3 separate regions of the Rattus norvegicus genome follow, and regions 2 and 3 are each linked to region 1. A link is a contact called in public Hi-C data. All regions are on one chromosome and are shown on one strand. The core of a region is the stretch at or near the end of the contact, and the rest is flanking DNA. Distances in the headings are between cores, read along the strand shown. Region 1 has its middle 42 kb from the start of Lmnb1. Region 2 holds the start of Marchf3 (membrane associated ring-CH-type finger 3). Region 3 overlaps Marchf3 (membrane associated ring-CH-type finger 3).

What was found. A called contact is a pair of places that touch in the nucleus more often than the background predicts.
Region 2: a contact with region 1 is called in a Hi-C map of liver, with 3 times the contacts expected there. The contact joins the promoter of Marchf3 here to the enhancer-like site in region 1. A contact is called at or near these places in 8 of 12 Hi-C or Micro-C datasets (the Rat2 cell line, Schwann cells, frontal cortex and 4 more) and 1 of 1 datasets of contacts at active chromatin or transcription factors (oligodendrocytes).
Region 3: a contact with region 1 is called in a Hi-C map of the A7r5 cell line, with 2.6 times the contacts expected there. The contact joins two enhancer-like sites. A contact is called at or near these places in 3 of 12 Hi-C or Micro-C datasets (the A7r5 cell line, the Rat2 cell line and mammary epithelial cells).

The regions. Positions count from the first base shown.
Region 1 is chr18:52,413,921-52,417,902 of GRCr8, forward strand. No RefSeq gene overlaps it. Among named protein-coding and RNA genes, the nearest start is that of Lmnb1, 42 kb to the left of the region's middle. Within about 2 kb of position 2,186, at least 46 of the 93 cell types and tissues checked have an H3K27ac peak or open chromatin away from gene starts, as enhancers often do. A contact at or near this core is called in the A7r5 cell line and liver, where this site is marked.
Region 2 is chr18:52,585,456-52,589,437 of GRCr8, forward strand. Marchf3 (membrane associated ring-CH-type finger 3) reads right to left here and starts at 1,842. Exons shown (of 5, transcript NM_001007759.1): 1 at 1,658-1,842.
Region 3 is chr18:52,559,805-52,563,786 of GRCr8, forward strand. The region is part of intron 1 of Marchf3 (membrane associated ring-CH-type finger 3); the gene reads right to left. It also overlaps the pseudogene LOC134483030. Among named protein-coding and RNA genes, the nearest start is that of Marchf3, 26 kb to the right of the region's middle. Within about 2 kb of position 2,242, at least 14 of the 93 cell types and tissues checked have an H3K27ac peak or open chromatin away from gene starts, as enhancers often do. A contact at or near this core is called in the A7r5 cell line, where this site is marked.

The DNA of each region.
Region 1 (3,982 bases), core at 936-3,435:
GTAGGAGCAGAACATTGGAAGCCTCCCCAGAATACACAGAAGACATTTCAGAGGCGAACCCACAGCCAGTGTTCGTCTCCTCTTAAGATATTCCTGCAGTAAGCCATGCACAGAATAGCAGTTTTCACTTGAAAATAACTCACAAAGCCCCAGATTACTGTGCTGCACAGATTTACAACGTGCACTGGTGCTGTCGCAGACACAAGATAAATTCCGGGTCAGATCCTGTCTACTGGGGCAGATAAAATGATAACTTCTCAACACAGATTTATCCAACAAATGCCAACAGGAAGGCGGCTGTGTGTGCCTGTGAAGTACTTGCCACAAGAGGGGGTTTGTGTCCTCGAAGTAAACCTGAGGTTCTTTACCACCAGATTAATTATGCTATAAAATCCAACACTTCAGGCATTAAGGGGGAATCTGGTAAAATTTACAGTAAAAATCCAGGATTCAATTAACCAAAGTAGTTCGGAGCTTCTGGCCATTTCCAGGGATTGGCTGCTGTGAGCCTGTCCTGAGGACTTCGGGCCTGAGGCCGCCCTGCTTACACCTCCCATCGGTGGAGGCCAGGCAAGGACACACACGGACACACTTTAAAATGACCCTTCTGGTAACAAGCGAGATTCATCTGCTCCCTGCTTCGTCTGCTGTCTGTTTTGACCTGCATTTTTAGCCTGACTTGGGTCTCATCTCATTTCGTGTAAGATAATTCTGCATGTTCTTGTTGGAAACCCTGTCACCTTTGTTCACTGTCCTCCAGTCGAGCATTTCCAGATGACACTGAACCTCTCCTTTCATGTATTAAGATTTCTCTGTGCTGGATTCTTAGTGAGTCCTTCATATTTACCTCACTGATTCTGTTCTTCCTCCCACCTTGGCGTTTATCCAAGCCATCGCATTCCTGATTTCATTGGCTTCATTTCTGAAGTTGCCTTTGATTCTCTTGGAGAGGGAGGAGTGGAAGGGGGCGGGGGAGAGGGTGTGTAAGAAAGAGAACAACCTTGGGCATCCTTCCTCTGGAGCTTATTTTGAGACAGGATCTCTCCTTGGGACCTGACCTGGCCCGAGAGTTCCCGGTATCCTCCTCCCTCCCCACCAGCACTGGGGGTCTAAGCGTGCATCATCATGTCCAGTTTTGTGTGTAGGTGCTGGGGGTCGAACTTGGGTTCTTGTGCAAGGCAGGGCCTTAGTCCCCTCCTCCTTTTTAAAAGAGCATTTCTCACATTATTCATTTAATTCTTTCAGTCATCGATTTTATGGTTTTAGTAATTCTGCTATATTGAGTTTTGGGGTACTTATTTTTTATTTTTTTTTTTTTTTGGTTCTTTTTTTCGGAGCTGGGGACCGAACCCAGGGCCTTGTGCTTCCTAGGTAAGCACTCTACCACTGAGCTAAATCCCCAGCCCCTGGGGTACTTATTTTTAAGTTATAGGTACATTAGTTGACTTCCTAATATTAGATGGTTTGCCTCTTGGTTTAGGTTTGTAAACACCTTTTAGGCAGTAATGACTGTTTTGTTAGAAATCCTAGTTTTCTCTTGATGATATTAGACCTGCGCCATATTCCTGACTACACCCTAGCTGCTTCTGTTTAATCTTAGAGTGGGAGGGAGGGCTTGTCCACGACAGTTTGTCATACGTCTCTGTGCATAGATACACATAAGCCTATTTTCGAGGTGTGAATATCCTAAGTCTTGTGCCTATTGACTTAGGCACCACTCTCAGGTTGAAGCTTAGCACCTCACATGTGGGAACTTGTGCTTCAGAAGGCTCTGTGTGAGGGGCGTCAGTGGTCCAGTGTTAGGAGTCCCTGAAGCAAGGGTTTGATATTTTCGCAGCAAAGCCTAGAATTCTGACTGGCGCTGTCCTGCCGCCCGAAGCAACAGTATCAATGGAGGTGTGATTTATTAGAATTCTCCTAGTTTTGTTTGTCTGCCTTCTGAAAGGATGATCAGCCAAATTGAATGAGATAGGAAACTTTTTAGGGAAAATAGGAAAATTTAGAGAAGCCATATTCACATTGTTGGAGGATCAGAGTTCCACTTTAAAGTGTGTGGAAGGGACAGCAAATTGACGGGAGTGTGGTTCTGGGAAGAGAAGCTGGGCTGGCTGGATCAGAGAATGGAAGGAACACAGAGGAGTCAGCGTTGCCAGTTCGCCCTGGAGACCTGCTCAGGCCCAGGGTGTGAAGTCCGCCCACTTGCGACCTCCTCACTTCCACAGTGATGCTTTCTCTTTCACTTTCAGCTGCTCAGTAAATCTCGTCCTTGGCTGACTTTCCTCCAGAGACAAAGTGCACCTCCATTTCAGGAGACAGCCTGCCCAGTAGCTTAATGACTTTATACAATAAAGCACAGATTCACCCAGATTTATATGCAAGGGTTTCCTCCACCAGTCTGGCTGCTCGGCCTCCCTGCCAGCCAGCCACATTGTAGCATTCTGCTGGCTTCTCAGGCCTGCTTTGGTGAGTCCTCTGTGAGCTCAGGTTGGATCTTAAAGAGTCCCCCTCATTTGCATGCTACTTTAAACAAATCGGTTTTGGGTTGGGGATTTAGCTCAGCGGTAGAGCGCTTGCCTATCGAGCGCAAGGCCCTGGGTTCGATCCCCAGCTCTGAAAAAAAAACAAAAACAAAAACAAAAACAAAAAAATCCCCCAAAAATCGGTTTTGCTTTCAGAGGGAGGTGCTGAGCTCCCACCCACGTGGCAGAAAGGAAAACTCATTCCCCAAAGCTGTCTGACCTGCACACACTTGCCTGGTGTGTGAGGGCACAAACAAAAGTGATTACAGTAAGCACACAACTTTGGAGGCACACTGGACGACTTAACTTCTTCAGCTCCTGTGGTCTCCCTGGTTCCCTGCCATCCTGCATGAGTCAGCCTTTGGGGAGACCTCACTGCCCTGACAGGATAGATGTGCCCGTAACTGGTTTTTTCTCAGTCTGACTCAACCTCGGCAAGTATTTCCCAAAAGGTCTGGGGTTGGTTGGTTTTGTGTTTCTGGAGTTCAGGTTTCACTATGTAACCCAGGCCACTGGAAACTTATTTCCTGTCTCCCTTTCCCGGTTGGGGGGGTGTCACGCCATGCACTCCACCCCCACCCCCACCGCCCCCACCGCCCACCACACACACACCAGCTTGACTGGTGTGATTTGGCCTGAGAAATACACATGCGTCTCTACTCAGCCCCCATGCAGTCCTGTGACCCAAGTCTGGTCACAGCGTGTGGTGTACACACGACCACACTGTTGACTTTCTAGCTTAGTGGCTGGCACTGCTCTCCAGATAACTGATTATCCAGTTCCCAAACTGGAGGCCAGCTCTGACTTCCCTCCACCTGAGCCAGGGAGCCTCCTGGCTCGCACTGCCAGTACCAGCACCAGGTTTGTTGATTTAGAACCTGCCCCGCCCCAGCCCCACCAGTTTCCCAAACCCTTTTTCTAGAAGCTGGGGCCAAAAATTTTCTGCCAGCTATTTTTTCATAGGACAAGTTAGACCGTTTCTCCTTAAGCTTTTGTCCTGGGGGTGGAGGGGGAGAATTGGATTTGACCCTGGGGTTGGGGTGGAGTGATGGTCAGATAGCCACACTCCAGAACATTCATTTTTCATCCTAAAAGGAACAGGGGCCTGGGCTCCACCCTGAGAAGCTGCCATGGAGTCGACAGGAAAGGTGCCAGTGGCAGTCCTGGAAGGGGCTTTTCTGTGGAGAAGGTGGCCAAGGGCGTCAGGATGACCCTACCCCAGAAGTCCTGAGAACCCTGAGGCAGGGCTTGGGTTTGTCTTGCAGCTGGAGGTCCACTTGCAGCACAGAGTCCTGAAGCCTGGTTCTCACAAGGGGTTGGGGGGACAGAAAAGCAACCCAGGATGCTTTTAAGGGTAAAGATTGGGGAGGGGGCACATTTGAATGCTGTCATTGTCTTACCACATGCACCTGCGTAGATGTTGTCCCTACCTCATTAGCTAACGGGATTCCTGTTTTGTACTG
Region 2 (3,982 bases), core at 592-3,091, 170 kb after region 1:
AAAAAACCAAACCCACCAGTTTGTGAGATATACATGTTACTGCAAAGATGCAAATCAGCCTTGCTGTAGGTTAACTAAGAATCACTAAAAACGCTCTCGGGGATTGTGTTTTTTCTTCTATAATTGCCCCTCCTCAAATTATGGGTACAATTATATCAGAAAATACACTCCCCCTTCTAAGAGGCACCATTCCCTGCATCTCCCTCATTAAAACTGTAAGTTCCGGCCAAAATAATAGATGAAAATAGAAGTCAAGCGAAAGGCTTTGTTTGTAGCGGGTTGTTTTCCTAAGGGTTGCCCCCTACCCACTATCCACCCCAGTGTTCTGGCTGAAGTGTACATGCTATGTTTTAACAGATGGGCTGGCTGGCGGCGGCGGCTGGGCTGTAAAACAGGAACGCAGAATCTGTACTGAGTGGTATTGAACTGAGTGCTCGTAAAGTTCACGGACATATACTGACCCAGACAGACCAGACTAGATTCAGATATGCTTACACATACAGGATTAGATACCTTATAGCTAAGAGGGTTCATCTCTACAATCCAGAGGAAGTTCAAGGCTGAGTTAATCCTCTATATATTTCTACCTCACGCCCCTATCAGTCCCACACATAGACACACACACCCTCAGATATATTCGCTTGTACATCCGCAGCTACTATAAAAAAAATCAACGTTTTATATATTTTGAAAGACAGAACTATTCCCAACACCAGAGCTAACTCTCCATAGTCTTCTTAATAGGCTCTCACTCATATCAAATAAGAATGGCAAGACAATATTGCACTGAATTCTATTTAGTCCATACAGAATATAAGCTGCATGCAACTGCACTCAGAAAAATCAAGCTGCATTTATTACGAGAGGAAAGAGGAAAGGGAGGGTGTGTGTGTGTGGGGGGGATGTAACCCACGCTTAGCCACAAAGTGTCAGGTCTAACCTTGAATCCTCAGTTGTCAGTTCTTGCTACAACTTCATCACTTAAAAAACACGCAGGTGCTTTAAGGAACACCACCAAACCAGGCTGAGAACACCCAGCCTGGTGTTCGCCTCTAGGCTCCCTGCTGGTCCTAACCAAGTTCCTCAGACACACCTGGTGGCAGATGCGGAGATCTGAGCAACCCAGGAAGAGGGGCGCACATTCAAAGGCTGACAGGAAGCAATTACTTCCCAAAGTTTAGCGTTCAGCACCGCTGTCATTTTCGTCGGATCAGCAAGAGTACGGAAGAGGCCTGCTACTGTCCCCAGCGGGTCCCTCCAGTTCTCAGTCGGAACGCGACCAGCGCTTGCTGCGCACGCCGGCTCGGGCGCCGGTTAATGTTTAGGAACCACTCGCAGCCATCTAGGAACTGCTGTGCGCGCACCGAGGTGTCCCCGCGCGTCGTGTCGCCGCCGCAGAGGGGCAGGGGCGCGTCTGGGACTTAAGGGTGGCAACCACCAACGCCAAGTCGGTTCCGACGCATAGTCACGTTCTGGGCCGAGTTGGGATGCTTTGAAAATGAGAAGTTCGGGAGCCCGGACGCTGACAGAGAGTAAGTGTCCCCTGCCTTGCCTTGCCCTCCCACAGCCCCACGCTCCCACCCACCAGCACCAAGGCGGTCTTCGGCTCTCTGGCAACACGGCGCAGGGGAGCCGCTTTCACGGCGCGGCCACTCACCCTCCTGGCCCAGTCCAGACGCCAAATCCACGCCCCTGCTGCAGATCCTCAGTCCCAAGTTGCCCGGAACCGCCGGCTGCTCTTGCCCCGCCGGACCTGGGCGCATTGGCTTTACTGGGCACCTGACGGGGATCGCCGCAAGCTCGGCGGTCGCCTGGCTCAGCAGTCGCCCAGAGCGCGCTGACAATATACGGACCCGCTCAGCGAATGAGGCGGAACACCGCGCAGAGCTGACTAGGCTCCGAAGGGGGCGGAGCCCTGGGGCGGGGCCAGTCTTGAGCCAGCCCCTATAAGGCGGGGCGGCTACTAGTGTTTGACTGGCGGAGGCCATAGCCAATAGTCAGGGCACCAGGATCCTTGGAGGCTGTGGGAGGTGCATAGCGCGTCGTCCTGCCCCCTACTCGGTGTCCAATCGCTTGCTGGTGAGCGTTGGCCCGGAGACGCTCTAGCTGCCCGCAAGTTGGCAGTTGTGAAGTGCGGTGGCGGCGGCGGCGGCGGTGGCGTCTGGCAGCTCCTGCGTGGTCTGATGCAGTGGGACCCGAACGCCCCGGGAACGAGGCTGCGACCAGGAAAGGCTCTTGCTGACAGACTGTAGGAGTTCCCAGAGCCGTCGCGAGTGGGCACGCTGTGGAGAGCAACACTCGTACCTCATACCAATAGGAAGCGAGGAACTTGGCCCCAAAGGCGCCCCAGCCACCGGAGGATTCTGAGTACTCACACAGTCTGCGTCTCAAGGGTCCAACTACACTGGAAACGGTTCTAAGCTCGATTTGGCGGTTGTCTTTGAAACAAGAACTCTGGCTCAGCCAACCTCCGGGAAAGTACAAAGCAGGACTCTCCTTTTCCTTCCACAAGGTTAGGGACCTTTAGCAAAAGCCTTCTCATGCCCAAAGGCGTCCCATGCACTTCCCATCCGCCACAGTGGGTTCTGTGGCTGTCTGCTTGGTCCTCCAGGAATATCGAGAAGCCAAAACTATCCGTCTTCTTGGACAGAAAACCGCAGAGCAGGCCAGATCCGTCGGACTCTCCATTTCCCTCTCTCCCCTTTGGAAAACCTTGATTAGGATGAAGGCATGAAGCGGCTCATAGCTGGTAGTTAGGAGTGCACTGGGAGCCTTTAGACCACTGTTGGCTTTCCCCTGCTTCATTCAGTCTTGCCAGAATAGTCTTTTTAGTCAGGTTTTAAGACTACACCACACACACACACACACACACATACACACACACACACACACACACACACACACACACACGCACACGAATCAAAGAGTATTGCTGTCTAACTAAGGCTTAGAATATGAGCATGTCCTAGACTGTCTTCTTAGGGTAGGCAGATCCAATCTGTGCCTAGACCTGTACTTGTTGTGCATCCAACTTGTATTAACAGGAATGCACAACAGTATAGGAAAGGGGCCAAACTTCCTGATGGTCTGCCACTCACGTGTCCCCCACCTCCACACTCTTGCTTCCAATCCAGGCACTTCAGATCACTGTCTCAGCTCTGAGAAACTCTAAGGAACTACGTAGTCTTTCAGTACAGATGACTATTCATGTGTGAGAGAGCTGCAGGTATAATTTCAATGGCCATCTGGCTTCCACAACTTTCTCCTTTATAGCTCATGTCTCAGGAGAAGCCTCTGATGAGGTCACCAGGGAGAAGGAAGGTAAAAGGCCAGCTTTCATCTGGCAAGGAATGAAACAGCACCAGTAGCTGAGAAAGCTGCAACTCTTAGGTGAGCTCTGGCATGGGTTTGGTTTAACTCTGTGGAAAGAGGTCCATAGGCCTCTTGTTGTCAGAAGGGGAAAAATGGGACCCATATAGCCCTTAACAAGCTGTAAAAATTAGTAATGTCAAACCTGCACATTAAGTTCTGTCTTGCTTACTGAACCAAAAGACTGGTACAGATAAGAAAGATTCAATTCCAACAATCACTTGAAGCTGTGGAGTGACTAAGGGGAACGGCTTTGCCTACAAAAATTTAGAGGTAGATAAAGCGAAGAGAACATATGAATCTCTGTTCATGCTGGGACGGAGTGGGACTGGGGTGAGGACAGGTCTGGAGGAATCAGAGAAGGAGGTTCGGAAGACTACTCCTGGTTCTAGTGGTACATCAGTCAGATTTCCTCCCTGAGACAAAATACCCAAGGAAGTGTTGTCCTGGCTTACAGTTAGAGTTCATGGTCTCTTGACCTCTTCGGGCCGATGGCAGCATGGTGCTTCATGGTGGAAGCCCTAGGTAGAACACCACTGCACACTTCAATGGTAACCAAGTATAGGGGGCCTGGCAGAGAAGGGAGACGGATGGAAACACTGCAGTGTCCTTT
Region 3 (3,982 bases), core at 992-3,491, 150 kb after region 1:
TTTTATATTGATCCTGAAATACTGGCAAGTCTGAAAGCTCTGGGTCTCAGCTGGGGCAAAAACAGAATATTGCCAACTGTATAGGAACTTCTTATTTAATAAGACGGTGTGGGCAACATGTCCTCTTTTTCCCCCTTTCCAGATGGCAGGCTTCTGTTTCCTTATACATGCCCACTTGTATGGCAATTATGCCCTAACCAGCTTTCAGTGAATCCATTAGAACCATCCAGCCCAGCACAACTTCCTGAACGCCCTGCCCCTTGGAGACATGGAATCTGTGTAAGAGCTAAGTCCTTCATCTCGTGCTTCCGAGTTTCAAACGTTATCCTTGTTCCCCAAGCCTACTCTCTCCCTGACATTTTGGTTTGATCCACACTGATCTGCTCCCAGTCAGCAATTCACCTCTATGACAGTATTACTGTCCCATCAGTCACCTCGGTGATGTCTCTCAAGCTAACTAGTCTTTGATATTCTGCCTGGTACCTGGCCACTTTGAGGTAGCCTCAAGGAAAAGTATAGTTTCAAAAGAAGTTATGTGTTTCCGTATGGTATGTATGGTATAACATCTCCATTCATCAAATATACTGGGCCTCTATGATTATAAGCCTTAATGCTGAAGTTATAATGAATGGGGCATTGTCCCTTTGGCCTTCTCCCTAGAGCAGGTAGGATCTGCCTGTCCCATCAAAGCCAAATTACGGTAACAAAGCAAAATAGCAACAATACCTTAAAGTCAGGCTAAAGCTCAGTTTTCTGAGGGCTGCTACACATCTTTTAATATTCATGATCTTAAGCGAAATTCTCACTAGTGAGTTCAGAGAGACCTTTAATATCATTTAAGCAACCTTGATTGTGCTATTTCTGTTCCCCTTTAGCATAACTCCTTCATCAATCTTCCTTCAACAAGGAAACGTGTCTCCTAGGCTTCCCCACCCTCAAATGCCTGCTCTCATCCACTGCTTCTCCCTGAGAGGAGAAACAACTTTAGGGCCTGAAGTGGAATGACAGATCAGATCTAATCCACAGAGTCCGTTGGTCTGGGTGACTAAGTAATTCAGTCAATGAGTTAGAGGTCAACTGAGCCAAAGGCTCTCAGATCTCTCCATACTTCTAAATGCTCAGATAAATGTAATGGGCCCACACAGATCTCACACAGAAAGGAGGAGCAGGAAGGATGAAAGAGAAGCAGATGCTTCTGAGCCCATTCACTTGACAGGATCACCGAAGCAGAGACCTTTGGAATCCCTTCACTAACAGGGCAGAACACAGGCATTTATAACCATCTATGAGTAAACGAGGTACTGTACTGACTCATGTCCACAAGTTGACCTCTTAAAAAGCCCTACGGTGTTTCTAATTCTATCTCAATTAAAAACACTTAAAAATAAAGTCAACCCTCTTATAAAAATGCTAATGATACATGTTCATAATCGAAAATATTAAAACAAGAAAGTACTGGTTATCCAAAAAAAAAAAGTCCCTACTGACCTAACTAGAGGCCTTTTGATATTGTTTGAGAAGGAAAGTAGAAATTTTGGCAATTCGGTGTTATTCATAATGGGTTAGAAAGATGATGCTCCTTCCTGTTCAGATATTCTAAAGTCTTCAGACATAAATTATATATACACCTGAACTTTACAGCTGTGCATAAAGCACTACAACTTAATATGGCTTGAATTGCACTCACAAAACCTGTCTCTCCCACCATACCACCATCTGACTAATTGCTCAGGCCTAAAACTTGGGGGCCATCTTTCTTTCTATTCTTCACACCACATCTCCAACTTATTACTAGGTCTCGTCTGTTCTGCTACACTGAAGTAATTGTTCTTCATCCCTGCTGCTAGTACCTTGCCCAAACCAGCCTCTAGTCTTACCTGAACTCGAGTTTTACCGTGTTGGCTGCTTTGCTTCCATTTCTCGTCACTGTATGATCTATTAGTGCCCAGGAAAATACAAATAGATCCTGGTGGATTTGGTCCCAGCAATATGGCACTAAGTATGTATACATGGGGATGAGGGACATTTGGGTGTATTAGACTGAGAGCTCTCACACCACCACTGCACTCTGGAAAAGCAAGAATGACTCCTTTTATACAGTACTCAAGGAAAACAGCTGTAATCATTTGGATGTATGCCACTTCCAACACTCCAAAAAGCACACTGCACATAGTGACACATTCCTAAGGATTTAGAGTGGGAAACGGGAAGACTGAGGAGGAGCTGGACGGACTTTTGGAAGAATGACATGGCTCATAAGGATTTAAAGAATGAAGCTGGGAAACTACGCCAGCTACCAGGAAGATGTTAACTCTGTGGCGAGTGATGAAACTGGTTAAGAATTCCAGCCATACCACGTGGTCTTTAGGGGAAAAGATCTTGCATTATCTCAGCCCTAATAACACTTGTCTGCTGATTACCAGAAGACTCAGCAATAGCGACGAGAGTTATATTTAAATGCTTGCTTTCAAGTTCCTTCCTCACCGCTTAAGCCTGGCCTCCATACAACTGGCATAGTTTGTGACCATGAAAAGCAGACCTACCTATCTCTGCTCTTGGTGGTTCTCTCGTTGAAAGAAGTATGATGATCCTTACATTCACACAGGCAAAGAAACTCATGTGCAAAAGAGAGGGGCATAGAGAAGGGCAGCGATTTCACTAGCTCCAAACTGCAGCCAGTTGTTACTGTGGTTGGTCAGGGTTTGTTGTCTGCAGTGAATGTAAAGACGATTAGTTATTCCACATCCCACTACTGCAAGGGCTTGGAGAGGGAACTGTTAAGAAACCATTTTCCAAGCCCGGACAACTTTGCCTCAGGTGAAACAGCATCATTCAGTTGTTCAGCGATGGCTGGGACCATCTCCCTGTGGTATGCATGCTTCACCTACCCAGAATCCCGTGGCTACTTACACCTCCCCATCCATTTTCCCCCAGGCTGGGTGAGCTTTTTTCTAAAATCCAGTTTGTAAATCAGACATAATCAGGAGCGTAGGACGAAATTAACTTCCACTAGTCCCATGTTTGGCTGTTGCTACAATGGAGTGTGCTGGAAGAAACTCTGCCTGGAGGGAGCAATCAATAATCAGAGTAGAGAAGAGAACAGAACAATGAGTGCAAGTCTCTCAGGGTGGAGTAACTGGGGAGTAGAGCTCCCATCTTGTTTAGCTCTTTAGCCTTGGAACCTAGCAGGTGCCTTATGTTCACAAAACGCTTGTTGAATTGAAGGGACAATTGGAATAAAAGGAAAAAAAAAACCAGTCCCTGAGAGGAAAGGTTGGTGACTGGGGTGGGAATCTAGAAAAATAAATAGTTGGGGCAACTGGAGACATAAACAAATCGTAGTAGCAGAGGAGTGGAGGGCAAATATGACAACTATTTACAAACAATGGATGGAGAATTGAATGTCAAAGGAAGATCCAACAAAAACATTACATTTATACACATTTTCACTAACATAACATGTGACATTTACACACACACACACACACACACACACACACACACACACACACACACACACGCATATAAATGCAGTAAATACCACTGGGAAGTTAGCATTTGTTGTTAAGATGAAGGGGCAGAGGGCTCTTGGAGTTGCTCATGCTGGCTTTAGCCATTGCCCACAGGAAGCTGGCTTGCAGCTATTAAGGGTCAACAACAATTGGAGGGGCACTCATGGCGGGGGCAGGGGGAGGCATGGCCACCAGTAAGGCCCTCAATTCTAGTCTCTGTTCCACAGACATGTCACGGGCACTCTCTTCTTACTTAAGCTGTGGGAGATTCCTTCTGGTTCAGCTTCCTAATATAAGCTCAAACGTACCTGAGGACCCACCTTATTTTTACCATCTATATATAGCATTGTGTATCTGCTCTCTATAAATAGGTTGCCAAGCTGCACTGTTCCTTTTGCAAACATTAAGCAGAAACAGTCCTAACACAGATCAATAATGTTTGCCCATTTCCCCATGCTGCTCTGCTTATT